2 separate regions of the Arabidopsis thaliana genome follow, and region 2 is linked to region 1. Evidence: chromatin contacts called from public ChIA-PET data. All regions are on one chromosome and are shown on one strand. The core of a region is the stretch at or near the end of the contact, and the rest is flanking DNA. Distances in the headings are between cores, read along the strand shown.

Region 1 (5,775 bases), core at 945-3,444:
GCTGGTGGCGGCGGCTGCGTCCTCACTCTATTACCAACCGGTAAACTTTGTCAGGAACTTTCAATCATCCTTTTTGTCAATTTCGGTTCTTTATTCTTAAATTAACCCCTCTCTGCAAAACAAACTCGTTTCAGGGACGGTGGTGGACAAAGTGGTGGAGGAGCTCGAGTCCAGCGGTTTTCAGTGTTTCACGGCATTGATTGGTGGTAACGGAGCTCAGATTTGCTATTGATCAGGTCGGAAAAATCATATTTGGCCTCTCACCATTCTTAAACTTGCTGACGTGTACGTCAAGAAGGCTGCAATTAGAAATTCAAAGAGTCGATTTTTTCTTATAAATGATGTGTTGAATGTAAAATTGCTTTATTATTATACCATGTGACAAATAATTGAAAAAAGCAAAGATTGTTTAGTTTTTTTTTTTGTATTTTGAAATTGTTATGTTTCATGATGGGAAATATAAAATGACAAAGTTTTTACTTAGATTGTCACATTGATCACATTATTTCCTCGTATATTCATAGTTTGTCCAACTTCATCATTTCATAGATATCATAAGCTGGTCTTTTGGCATGTTCATGCATTCTAAGTAACAATCTGTATAATGGTAAGCTTGCAAGACCAAGACGATGCAAATCTCTAACATATGCAGTTGCTTCTTCAATTTTCTCCTCTTTCTCAAAGTACTCGGCAATCGCCATGACGATGTTATGGGATGGCCTCCAATGACACCGCCTCATTAGTACAAACACTTGGTGCATAGCATCAATGGCTTTCTCCATATTCTCACATTTCACCCATCCCTCCATTAAGATTTCCCAGGTCTTGTAGTTTGGAGTACCTCCTCTCTCCAACACACAACCATGCAATGACTCGGCTTTCCGGATTTCTCCATTACGCACATAAGCACCCAAAAGAACATTGGAGACCCTAACATCATAGTTAAAACATTGAGCCTCCCACTCACTAAACACCCTTTCAGCCTCTTCAAGATCACCAGTTTTCACCAAAGACGACAATACACATATGTAGTTCACACAACTAATCCTACCACAAACCGATTTAGAAACTTCCCACAAACGAACAACTCCTTCCTTATTCCCTAAAGACGCATAAAGCGTGATAAGAAAGAAATATCCAAGCCTATTACTTCTATTCAACATCTTTTCCGCATCCTCAAGCACCAACCTAGCCTTCTCATCAAAACCACTCTTAATATAAACATTAGCTAAAGTACACAACGAACTCCACCCAACTTCAACACTCTTATCACCAACCATTTCCTTATAAACCGTTTCCACAGCCGCAACTCCAGACACTTCACAACATGCATTCATCCAAAGATTATACGAAAGAACGTTTCTTGGTATCTTATTCCCTTTCATCATCGAAACAACCATAACTACTTTCTCATACTGACCACTAGCTTCATAAAGCTTCATCATTTCGTTAAACGGGTGTGGAGTAACAAGAAACCCTAATCCATTCAACTTCTCCATTAGAGCTTCCGCTTCTTTAACCATTTTATTCTTCACATAAGCACGAAGAAGCGGAAGATAAGCCGATTTCGCTACTCTCATAGACACAGAACTATGTAGCAGCTTCTCAAAATACTCCTCTCCTTGTTTCAAGCCATGAGTTTTGATGATCAAATCCAATCTAAGAGCAATGTCATAAACACTAAATTCAATATCTTTTTGATTCTCCATCCACTCCATCATCTGTATATACACACATTACTGGCAAAATCAAAATCAAAAGCTTAGTTCTCAGTTTTAATTAAGGGAAAAATTTCAAACCTGGAGAGCGAGATCGTAACGATTTGATCTAATGAGACGCTTGGAAATCAATCGGAGCTCCGATAAAGAGACGGCATGACCCGAATCGATCCGTTCCTGAAGCAGAGAGGTAACGCTGCGTCGTGGACCGTTCTTTCTCAGTATCTCCTTCAAGCTATTCCGATTTGCGACTGATGACGTGTCCGAACCATCTGCAAGTGAAGACACGAGCCTTGATACTACGCCGGTGGTGTTGAACCTCGTCTTCGCAACCGCAACGCAACGAATCAGCATTTGGATTTTGGAGCCGCCGCGAAACTGGTTCGGTCTTTCTCGAGAATCTCAGAGAAGAGACGGTGAGAGTGGATTTGGGCCGTATTAAATTAAGTTGGGCTTACCCGGCCCATATCAATAGTTATAAGCCCGTTTAAAGAACCGACGTCGTATGGTCAAAAACCTGAAACATTAGCTTCCTTCTTCTTCCTCACCTTCAAGCGCCGACTTCGTTTTCTTCGAATCCAAATTTCTGTGTCTGCTTTTGATTCACAGAGAAGGAGCAGGAAAGATGTTGGATATCAATCTATTTCGTGAAGAGAAAGGTAACAATCCGGAGATTATCCGAGAATCGCAACGCCGGAGATTTGCCAGCGTTGAAATCGTCGATGAGATCATTAAGCTGGACAAGGAATGGCGTCAGCGTAAGTATCCACGATTGATCCATTTGCTCTCTTTTAACGAATTTTGAGCTTTGATGCTATCAAAATTTGTTGTGTTTCAGGTCAATTTGAAGTTGATAGCTTCAGAAAGGAGTTCAACAAGCTCAATAAGCAAGTGGCGCAGCTCAAAATTGTTAGTTTAATCTCAAATTTTATAGTAATCTTCTGTTAGATCCGTAGTGGTTGCTTTTAGGATCTGGAATTTGAGGATTTACTTATTAGTGTGAATGCCATAGTTGGTGAATGATTTAGTTCGTTTGAGCTGCAACATTGATGGGAGTTAGTAATAGTAGGGTTTTGTTTTTGGTTTCTTTGGAATAGAAAAAAGAAGATGCGAGTGAGATTATTCAACAAACTGAGAAAAACAAACAAGATTCTACTGCAAAGGAGGCTGAAGTTCGTGAAGCTTATGCTGCTTTGAAAGCCAAGTTGGAGCAAGTTGGTAATTTGGTCCATGATTCTGTTCCAGTTGATAAGGACGAGGTTAGTGCCATTTCTTTCCTTCAAAGTTAGAAACTTGATTCATGTGGTGGTGAGAGAGAGATATATTTATGGTGTTTTAATGTATGCAGGCTAATAATCTTGTGATTAAACTGTGGGGTGAAAAGCGGTTTTCTACGCCTGGTCTGAAGCTGAAAAACCATGTGGATCTTGTTGAGCTTCTCGGTATTGCAGATACCAAAAGAGGTAGTATTGACTTGCACTTTGCCGACCTCCTTGCTCTGTGTTAAAGGGTTTTTGTGCTATAGGGTTTCAATTGTAATGCTATTTTGGCCTCAGGTGCTGAAATCGCTGGAGCAAGAGGCTTTTTCTTGAAAGGAGATGGTTTGATGCTTAACCAAGCTCTTATCAACTTTGGGTTAACTTTCTTGAAAAAGAGAGGATTCACAGGATTGCAACCTCCTTTTTTCATGAGGAAGGATGTTATGGCCAAGTGCGCACAATTGGCACAGTTCGATGAAGAGCTTTACAAGGTATTTAATTGTTACAAAACATCTGTGTACTTGTCTTGTTAGAGTAGTTTTATTCATAGAAGATTGTGTTTTTTTTTTGTCCAGGTGACTGGTGAAGGAGATGACAAATACCTCATTGCAACTGCTGAGCAGCCTCTTTGTGCGTACCATATTGATGAATGGATTCATCCGACTGAGCTTCCCCTAAGGTATAAACAAACATAGTAACACCTACTCGCAGCTTTAAGACAATTGTTTCTTTAATGTATTGGGAAAATCCGCCAACATTATGTATTTTTTTGGTCCAGATATGCTGGTTACTCATCCTGCTTTAGAAAAGAAGCCGGTTCACATGGAAGAGACACCCTTGGTATTTTCCGTGTTCACCAGTTTGAGAAAATTGAACAGTTTTGCATCACCGGCCCTAACGAGAATGCCTCGTGGGAAATGCTCGATGAGATGATGAAGAACTCTGAAGATTTTTACCAAGCGGTAATCTCGATACCTTAAGTTAAGAAACCTTATACATTTTAATAGTTTCTAAATAGTCAACTGTGTGGTTTCTCTGCAGCTAAAACTTCCATACCAAATCGTCTCGATCGTCTCTGGAGCATTGAATGATGCAGCTGCGAAAAAGTACGATTTGGAAGCTTGGTTTCCTTCGTCCGAGACATTCAGGGAGCTTGTGTCTTGTTCCAACTGTACAGACTACCAGGCTCGCAGGCTTGAGATCAGATACGGTCAGAAAAAGAGCAATGAGCAGACAAAGCAGTATGTGCATATGCTGAATTCGACACTTACTGCAACAGAGAGGACCATTTGCTGCATTCTCGAGAACTACCAGCGAGAGGATGGTGTCGACATTCCTGAGGTTCTGCAGCCGTTTATGGGCGGAGAGACGTTTTTGCCTTTCAAGGCCAAGCCCGTAGTTGCTGATACCAAAGGGAAGAAATCGAAAGCTTGATTGATGTATTGATTCAGATTAACGACTCTTCTGTTTTCTTGAAATTGATGAAACACTTCGATAAATTTCTTTACTTTGTGGAATTTTTTTGGACTTCTGTTATTTTACCAGGACCGTTATTTATCATCTGATTTCTGCTAGTATTTGTTCCTTTTGTTTGGCGAATCATTGTTAACTTTACTTCAATGATAAATCAAAGACGTAATATAAGTACTACAAATATAAGTTATTTTATTCAATGAGCTAAATTTTTGTATTAATTTCACCAAACTTTTGGCATATTAACAAACTTGAGTTTAGATATCTCAAAAACGTAAAAAAAAAAGAAAAAAAAAAAAGTCTCAAAAATTAAGTCGAGTATAACCGTCAAAAACTATATCAATCTTATTATATAAAGTACGGTTTCAAAAGTTACTAACTCACAAGATTATAACACGTGGCAGTAAAATAAAATAGATATTTAAATAGTCGCCAAAAACTATTATGCTAATTTTAACTAAAGAAAATAGATATTTAAATAAACTATCTATTTAATATACATCTAAATATTATACTTATTTACTTTAAAAAATTTATATATAAAATTATATTTATATCAGATCATATATATTTCTTTGTTGATATTAAAAAAATAATTAACAATAAAAAAAATTTAACTAATAAAAAAAAAAAAATCCATCAAAGATATATTTATTATCATAAAAGTTGAAGTTATTTGTTTTTAAAGACGTCTACATAGGATTTAGAACGACCAATCGAGAGCTGCCACATCAATAGTTAACATATTTAACATCTAATTAGTTAGCATTTTTGAAAATAGAAAATAGCATCTAATTAATTTACATTTTTGAAAATAATAATTACTTCTACTTTAAAATGACCTTTCAAATGTACGAGAAACGTAATAGACGTACGAGAGAAGTAAGCTGACCTTTCAAGGCTTTAATAGATTCTCTCAAGATATTCCACTCCTTTGATCAACCTTTGTTCTTAATATTTCTCGTTCATTTTATTTCAGTGCTCTAGTATTTCCCGATCAGAGTCGACGTTCGTACGTATCTTACTCTTATTTCGATAAATAATTAAACATATAATAACCGTATGCTTGTAATCATCAAAATCTAATTGGAGTTTTCATATTTTGACAACCTCAGAGATTTCCAGAGTAAAGAGGTACGTAATTAGACTAAGCATATTGTGCATGTGTGTATACCTAGCTCCTTTTTAATGAAGGAAACAAAAATACATATATTAAATTCAATTATACATTTTAGATTATTGATCTCGATTTTTTTTTGTCACGTGACAGTATCTACTCTAAACTTTTCAGCAACTGAAAGCTGAGAACGATATTGTTCTTCAAC
Region 2 (5,775 bases), core at 966-3,465, 90 kb after region 1:
GCCCCCTGCTTGTGGAGTGTCACAAGGTATGTACCTAAAGGAGACCACTGCACATAACTCTCTGTCCAATACTGCATAGGAAGAGAACATCATTAATTCAAATGAAGGTAACATAACATATAAAAGTGCTCTAAACAGTCAAGTAAACAAATAAGGGATATTAATTCAAATGAAGGTAACATAACATATACATTGCTCTAAACAGTCAAGTAAACAAAAGGGATATACACACAGGAAGTAACTTACAGGACGCTTATGAACAGGTTCAGGCGCCTTCTGCCTAGTATCATTCCAGAAAACTTCAGTATCAGGGCCAGAACGAATGACTAGCTGGTCTCGGGCTTTTTCATCAGTAAGCCATTTTTGCAAATTTTCCTGAAAAAACAAACACCATATAAGTAACGACAATTAGCACCACAAAAGGCTGCAATGAATTAAAATATATACATGAAACAAGAGTTATGAAATTATAGTTATTAGTTAGTATACATCAATTACGTAAAAAGATCCTAACCCTAACGCAGCAGGCAAACACAAAATAAATCAGCGAATTACCAAAATAAAGAAGTGATTACACAGACACAATGGAAGTTATTCAAAGAAAATTATTCAAGGTACAGGGAGTAACATGATGAAAACTACACATACCCCAGGGACGTAGGGCCTGGCCTGAGGAGGCTCCCACTCCTCCTTCACATTCATCAACCTGTCAAAATCATCGAACATGTTTACAGCAAAGATGTGAGACTTGTCCAACTTGTAGCCATGAGACTTTTCCTTAGCGTTTTGTGCTTCCTGCAAAGAGCCCCAGACATTGAGAGAAACTCTTAGGAAATACTCAACCATTAAGAACAACCTAGTTTGGGCTCCTTTCTAACAAGAGAAATAAAGTATTGAAACATATGACGCCGACATTATTGCTTCAGAATCCAACAAAACAGAGATTAAGCTAATCAAGTAGATAAATAACCTGAGGAGTGTTGAACTCAATAAAACAGTAGCCCAATGTCATCTTGGTATCGGGATCAACAGGCATCCACAGTCCATTTTCCTTAATCACACCTAACTGGTTGTAAATTTTCTTGACAACACCTTCAAGTTTCTCAAACTTCTCCTTGGGAACAACAGGGAGGTGATCGACCACGATAATGTTACCGAATCCAGTGTCGAATTCAGACTGGTCATCCTGGTAAACAGCTTCATCATCACTACAACCATCACAGAAAAAAAAAGTGTATAACGAATCAGTTCCATTTTTCATACGTTCATAGATAAAATGTATAAATATAATAAGCTTTGCACCATCAAGGAAAGAGATAAACCAATTCGAAATACACAAAATTTTCATACATACAATAGCAAAACCTAGAATAAAATCATCCCATCGTATAAACACAAGAAGATTAGAAATAGAAGTGACCGTATATGAACAACCAGAGATCTAAAGGAAAATCTCACCTCTCGATCCCAAAGTCTTCTCCAGGAGGAAGTTGGATGGAATCAAAATTAACCTGAGACCAATCAATCCCTAACTTAGCAGCTCGGGCATCAATATCAACGACCTCCATGATTTCAAACCTTATATCAAAAATCTGCCAAAGAAAGCCATATAGAGAGAGCTATCAGTCTTTAACACATTCCAACTTTAAGTCGATAAATAAATGTGAAAAATCTGAGTCTTTAGATCTAAAAGTAGGTTTTTTGTTAACCCTAAACAAGTATTAAAACAACAAACTACCATGGCCAAATGTTCAAAGACTAAAACTTTGAATCATCACTCCCACTATAATGTAAATCTAAAACCATGCCTATAGAAATTATTAACTATACTCTAGTTTTATTTAATCTAGAACCCAACAACAGGTGAAATGGAGAAAAATGGCAAAATTTTCCTGAAGGCTCTCTTATATCTATTGCATCGTTCTGGATCCTGTCTCATAGCTACATAAGAAAAGACAAAAAAAACAAATGAACACTGAAATCGAGATAAGAAACGTACCCAATACAGAGATCAGCCGAGAGCAAAAAACAAAGAAGAAGACGGCGCTTGAAGGTGAGGAAGAAGGAGCGATTGTTTTCAGGTCTTTTTGGATCATACGACGTCGGTTCCTTAAACGGGCTTATAAATATTTATATGGGCCGGGTAAGCCCAATTCAATAGTAATCAGTAGATCTAATTTATTGTCTTTCTCTCGATTAGCTTTTTTTTTTTTTTAACAATAATCCGTCTCTTTCATTTGGTGTCCTCGAGAACCAAATTCGGATAATCTCTCATCGGAGGATCGTTGTTGTTGTTGCTAGGGTTCTTATCGATTTGTAATGTACAAAACTAAATTAATCCCGGTGATGAACGAGGATGCTGTGATTGTTCAACAAACGGATTCGATTCAGGATCCTAAGGTAACTCCAGATGATACTGTAGTTGATTCGAGCGGGGATGTTCACGAAGCCATTGATGATGATGTTGAAGCTTCTTCACCTATGGAGCTAGATTCGGCGGTTACAAATGACGCTAGGGTTCTCGAAAGTGAGAGATCGGAGAAAGATGGTGTCGTAGGGAGTGAGGAGGAAGATGAGATTAAAAGCGAGGATGTTTTAATTGATAAGGATGATGAGAGTTCTGAGGTTAAAGAAGAAGAAGAAGAAGAAGATGGCTCTGATGATCAATCTAGTGAGCTTGGTTCTGAAGCTGATGAGAAGGAATTAGATTTGGGTTTGAAGGAAGAGAAAAAAGGAGTTTCGGATTATAAATCTCTTTTATCTGAGTTTGATGATTATGTTGCAAGTGAGAAAATGGGTTCTGGAGTTTCGAGGGCATTGAGTTATGGGTTTGAAGTTGGAGATTTGGTTTGGGGAAAGGTAAAGTCTCATCCTTGGTGGCCTGGTCATATATTCAATGAAGCTTTTGCGTCTCCTTCTGTTCGTCGTATGAGGAGGATTGATCATGTTCTTGTTGCGTTTTTCGGTGATAGTAGTTATGGTTGGTTTGATCCTGCTGAGCTTATTCCTTTCGAACCGAATTTAGAGGAGAAATCACAGCAGACGGTTTCGAAGCATTTTGTGAGAGCTGTGGAGGAAGCCAAGGATGAGGCGAGTAGAAGGTCAGCTCTTGGTTTGACTTGTAAATGTCGGAATCCTTATAACTTTAGGCCTAGTAATGTGGAAGATTACTTTGCTGTTGATGTGCCTGATTACGAGCTTCAAGCCGTTTACTCTGTTGATCAGATTAAGAATTCTAGGGATAAGTTTTTACCCGCTGAAACCATTTCGTTTGTGAAGCAATTGGCGTTAGCACCTCAAGAGTGTGATCCAGACAGTTTAAAGTTTATGAAGAAGAAAGCAGTGGTTTTTGCTTTCCGCAAGTCAGTGTTTGAGGAGTTTGATGAAACTTATGCACAGGCCTTTGGGACAAAATCACCCCGCAGTTCAGTGAGTACGCTGGAACCTCATAATAGAGCACCGCCTCGAGGTATTAGCCACTTTTCAGAAAATCATGTTATTGTTTGTATATGGGTTTTTTCGTTGTAGACTTGAAACAGCTTTCATATGTGTTACATAGATATTAGATACTGTAACTTGGTTTTAGGGTTTTACTTTTAGATCCTCTGTGCTCATGATTTTAGGATTTATATCTTTGTAGTTGAATTCTTTACATAGCATGCTTGAAAGAATAGTGAAGTCTCATTGATGCTAAACTGTGCATTCGAAAACGTGGCCTGATAACAATTCTGCGCCTCTTTCTACTATGGAGAGTCCCGCATACATTTACCTTGTTTGCTTTATTGTTCATTTTCTTGGTGGGTGATGTGTTGTTTCAATTTCTCTTATTTCCAGCTCCCTTGAGTGGCCCACTGGTCATAGCAGAAACGCTAGGTGACCTTAAGAGCTCTAAAAAACCCACAAAGGTTAAGGTCTCTAAAAAAAAAGACAAGTATCTTCTCAAACGAAGGGATGAAGCTGGTGATAAGTCTGTTCAGTTTGGCGAAATTGAAGCAAGTTCAGAAGCTTCTCATATCCAGGGAATTGATGGATCTTTGGATGGGGATTTTGGGCTGCAGAGAAGAGCTCCGACGCTTCAAACTCCAATGAAAGATGAGAAGTCTGGGATCGTCAGCATGGATTTTGCCTCTTCAAATACAGCTATTCCTGGTAAAGAATTTTCAGCTTCAAAGCCCTCTCTTGATGAAGAAAAGGGTCTAGCTGAAAAATCAAAGGAGAGAATGGAAGAAAGAGCTGCTGTACTTCCAGAGCATGGGAAATCTGAAGCTATGGCGAGTCTTAAACCTAAAGAAGAAGCTGGAACAGATCTTGGATCAGCTGGAAGTTCTCTCCAGCCTCTGCTTGAGTCTCATACCTCAGCATCTGAGGGGAAAAGTTCCACAGGGTCTGTAATCAAGAAAGTCAAAGTTGCTAAACGATCTTCAAGTGAAATGAGCTCGGAGAATCCTCCTTCAGAGCCAAAAAAGAAAAAGAAAAAGAAGAAAGAGCCTGATTCTGACCATCCAGTGAAGAGAAAAAATTTGTATTCTGGGGAAGCTGGGGCCAAGAAATTGTCCCAGCTTGGTTCAGCGCATTTACAAACCTATATGGAAGCCGATGTGCCGCAGCTGTTGAGCCATCTGCAAGATCTCTCTCTTGACCCTTTCCACGGTTTATCCGTTGCTTCTTTTGGAACTGCTAGGAAATTTTTTCTCCGTTTCCGTTCACTTAATTACCAGAAAAGCTTGTCTGTATCTTCCTCTGATGCTACTGTCGAAAATGCCAGAGACACAAAACCCTCAAAACCTGTCAAGACAGTGAAGAGAACCGAAGACCCATCAAAAGCTGGAAAAAAACGGCTCTCTTCTGATCGTCAAGATGAAATCCCATCAGCTAAGAAGCTGAAGAAAACTAATCAGTTGAAATCAATGGCTTCTGAAAAGAAGATCATTCGAGAAGCAAAGGATAGTATAAAACCAATAAGAGAGCCAAGCAGGGTGGTACAAGCAAAACCAGCCAGAGGTCAAACCGGGAAGAAAACAGCTCCATCAGTTAAGGTGGTTGAGCCAACAATGCTGGTCATGAAATTCCCACCTGGCACATCTCTCCCTTCAGCCGCATTGCTAAAGGCGAGGTTTGGTCGCTTCGGGCTGTTAGATCAATCCGCCATTAGGGTTTTCTGGAAATCATCGACCTGCCGTGTTGTCTTTCTGTACAAAGCCGATGCCCAGACTGCTTTTCGATATGCAACAGGAAACAACACTCTATTTGGAAACGTGAATGTAAAGTACTTTCTCCGTGATGTGGATGCTCCTAAAGCCGAGCCTCGTGAGCCAGAAAACACCAAGGAAGATGATGAACCACAGAGCCAGTGGTTGGACCAAGCACCACCGCTTCACCAACCAACATTACCGCCACCAAACGTCAACCTCAAATCCTGTTTGAAGAAACCAGTTGATGACCCGAGCAGTAGTAGCAACAATGGAAACGGTAACCGCGCAGCCGTAAGAGTCAAATTCATGTTAGGTGGTGAAGAAAACTCGAGTAAAGCAAACACCGAGCCACCACAGGTCACAATGACCTTGAATAGAAACAGTGGACCTTCTTCATCATCATCATCTGTTCCAATGGAATTTGTTAGTAAGAAGTTTCAAAACGTTGTTCATCATCAACAGCTTCCTCCTTCTACATTGCCTCCAATTCTTCCTCTCCCTCCACAATACACAAAACCACAACAACTTCCCATTAAACCAGTAGACCACGTCGAACCACCAATGCCACCTTCAAGAAACTTCC

The links. ChIA-PET counts read pairs in DNA pulled down with a chosen protein or histone mark.
Region 2: a contact with region 1 is called in an H3K4me3 ChIA-PET map of shoot, with 13 read pairs. The contact joins the promoter of AT5G27650 here to the promoter of AT5G27470 in region 1. A contact is called at or near these places in 1 of 26 Hi-C or Micro-C datasets (root) and 1 of 2 datasets of contacts at active chromatin or transcription factors (shoot).

The regions. Positions count from the first base shown.
Region 1 is chr5:9,692,744-9,698,518 of TAIR10.1, forward strand. It overlaps AT5G27470 (seryl-tRNA synthetase / serine-tRNA ligase), which reads left to right and starts at 2,195. Exons shown (of 8, transcript NM_122629.3): 1 at 2,195-2,476; 2 at 2,557-2,627; 3 at 2,816-2,977; 4 at 3,067-3,181; 5 at 3,275-3,468; 6 at 3,553-3,656; 7 at 3,756-3,939; 8 at 4,019-4,646. The coding sequence starts at 2,344. The coding sequence ends at 4,411. It overlaps AT5G27460 (Tetratricopeptide repeat (TPR)-like superfamily protein), which reads right to left and starts at 2,101. Exons shown (of 2, transcript NM_122628.3): 1 at 1,800-2,101; 2 at 432-1,721. The coding sequence starts at 2,072. The coding sequence ends at 519. It overlaps MK (mevalonate kinase), which reads left to right. Exons shown (of 5, transcript NM_122627.6): 4 at 1-40; 5 at 135-482. The coding sequence ends at 232.
Region 2 is chr5:9,783,192-9,788,966 of TAIR10.1, forward strand. AT5G27650 (Tudor/PWWP/MBT superfamily protein) reads left to right here and starts at 2,216. Exons shown (of 2, transcript NM_122647.3): 1 at 2,216-3,469; 2 at 3,835-5,775. The coding sequence starts at 2,320. It overlaps TIF3B1 (translation initiation factor 3B1), which reads right to left and starts at 2,097. Exons shown (of 12, transcript NM_122646.4): 1 at 2,000-2,097; 2 at 1,459-1,592; 3 at 971-1,208; 4 at 649-795; 5 at 247-375; 6 at 1-71. The coding sequence starts at 1,568.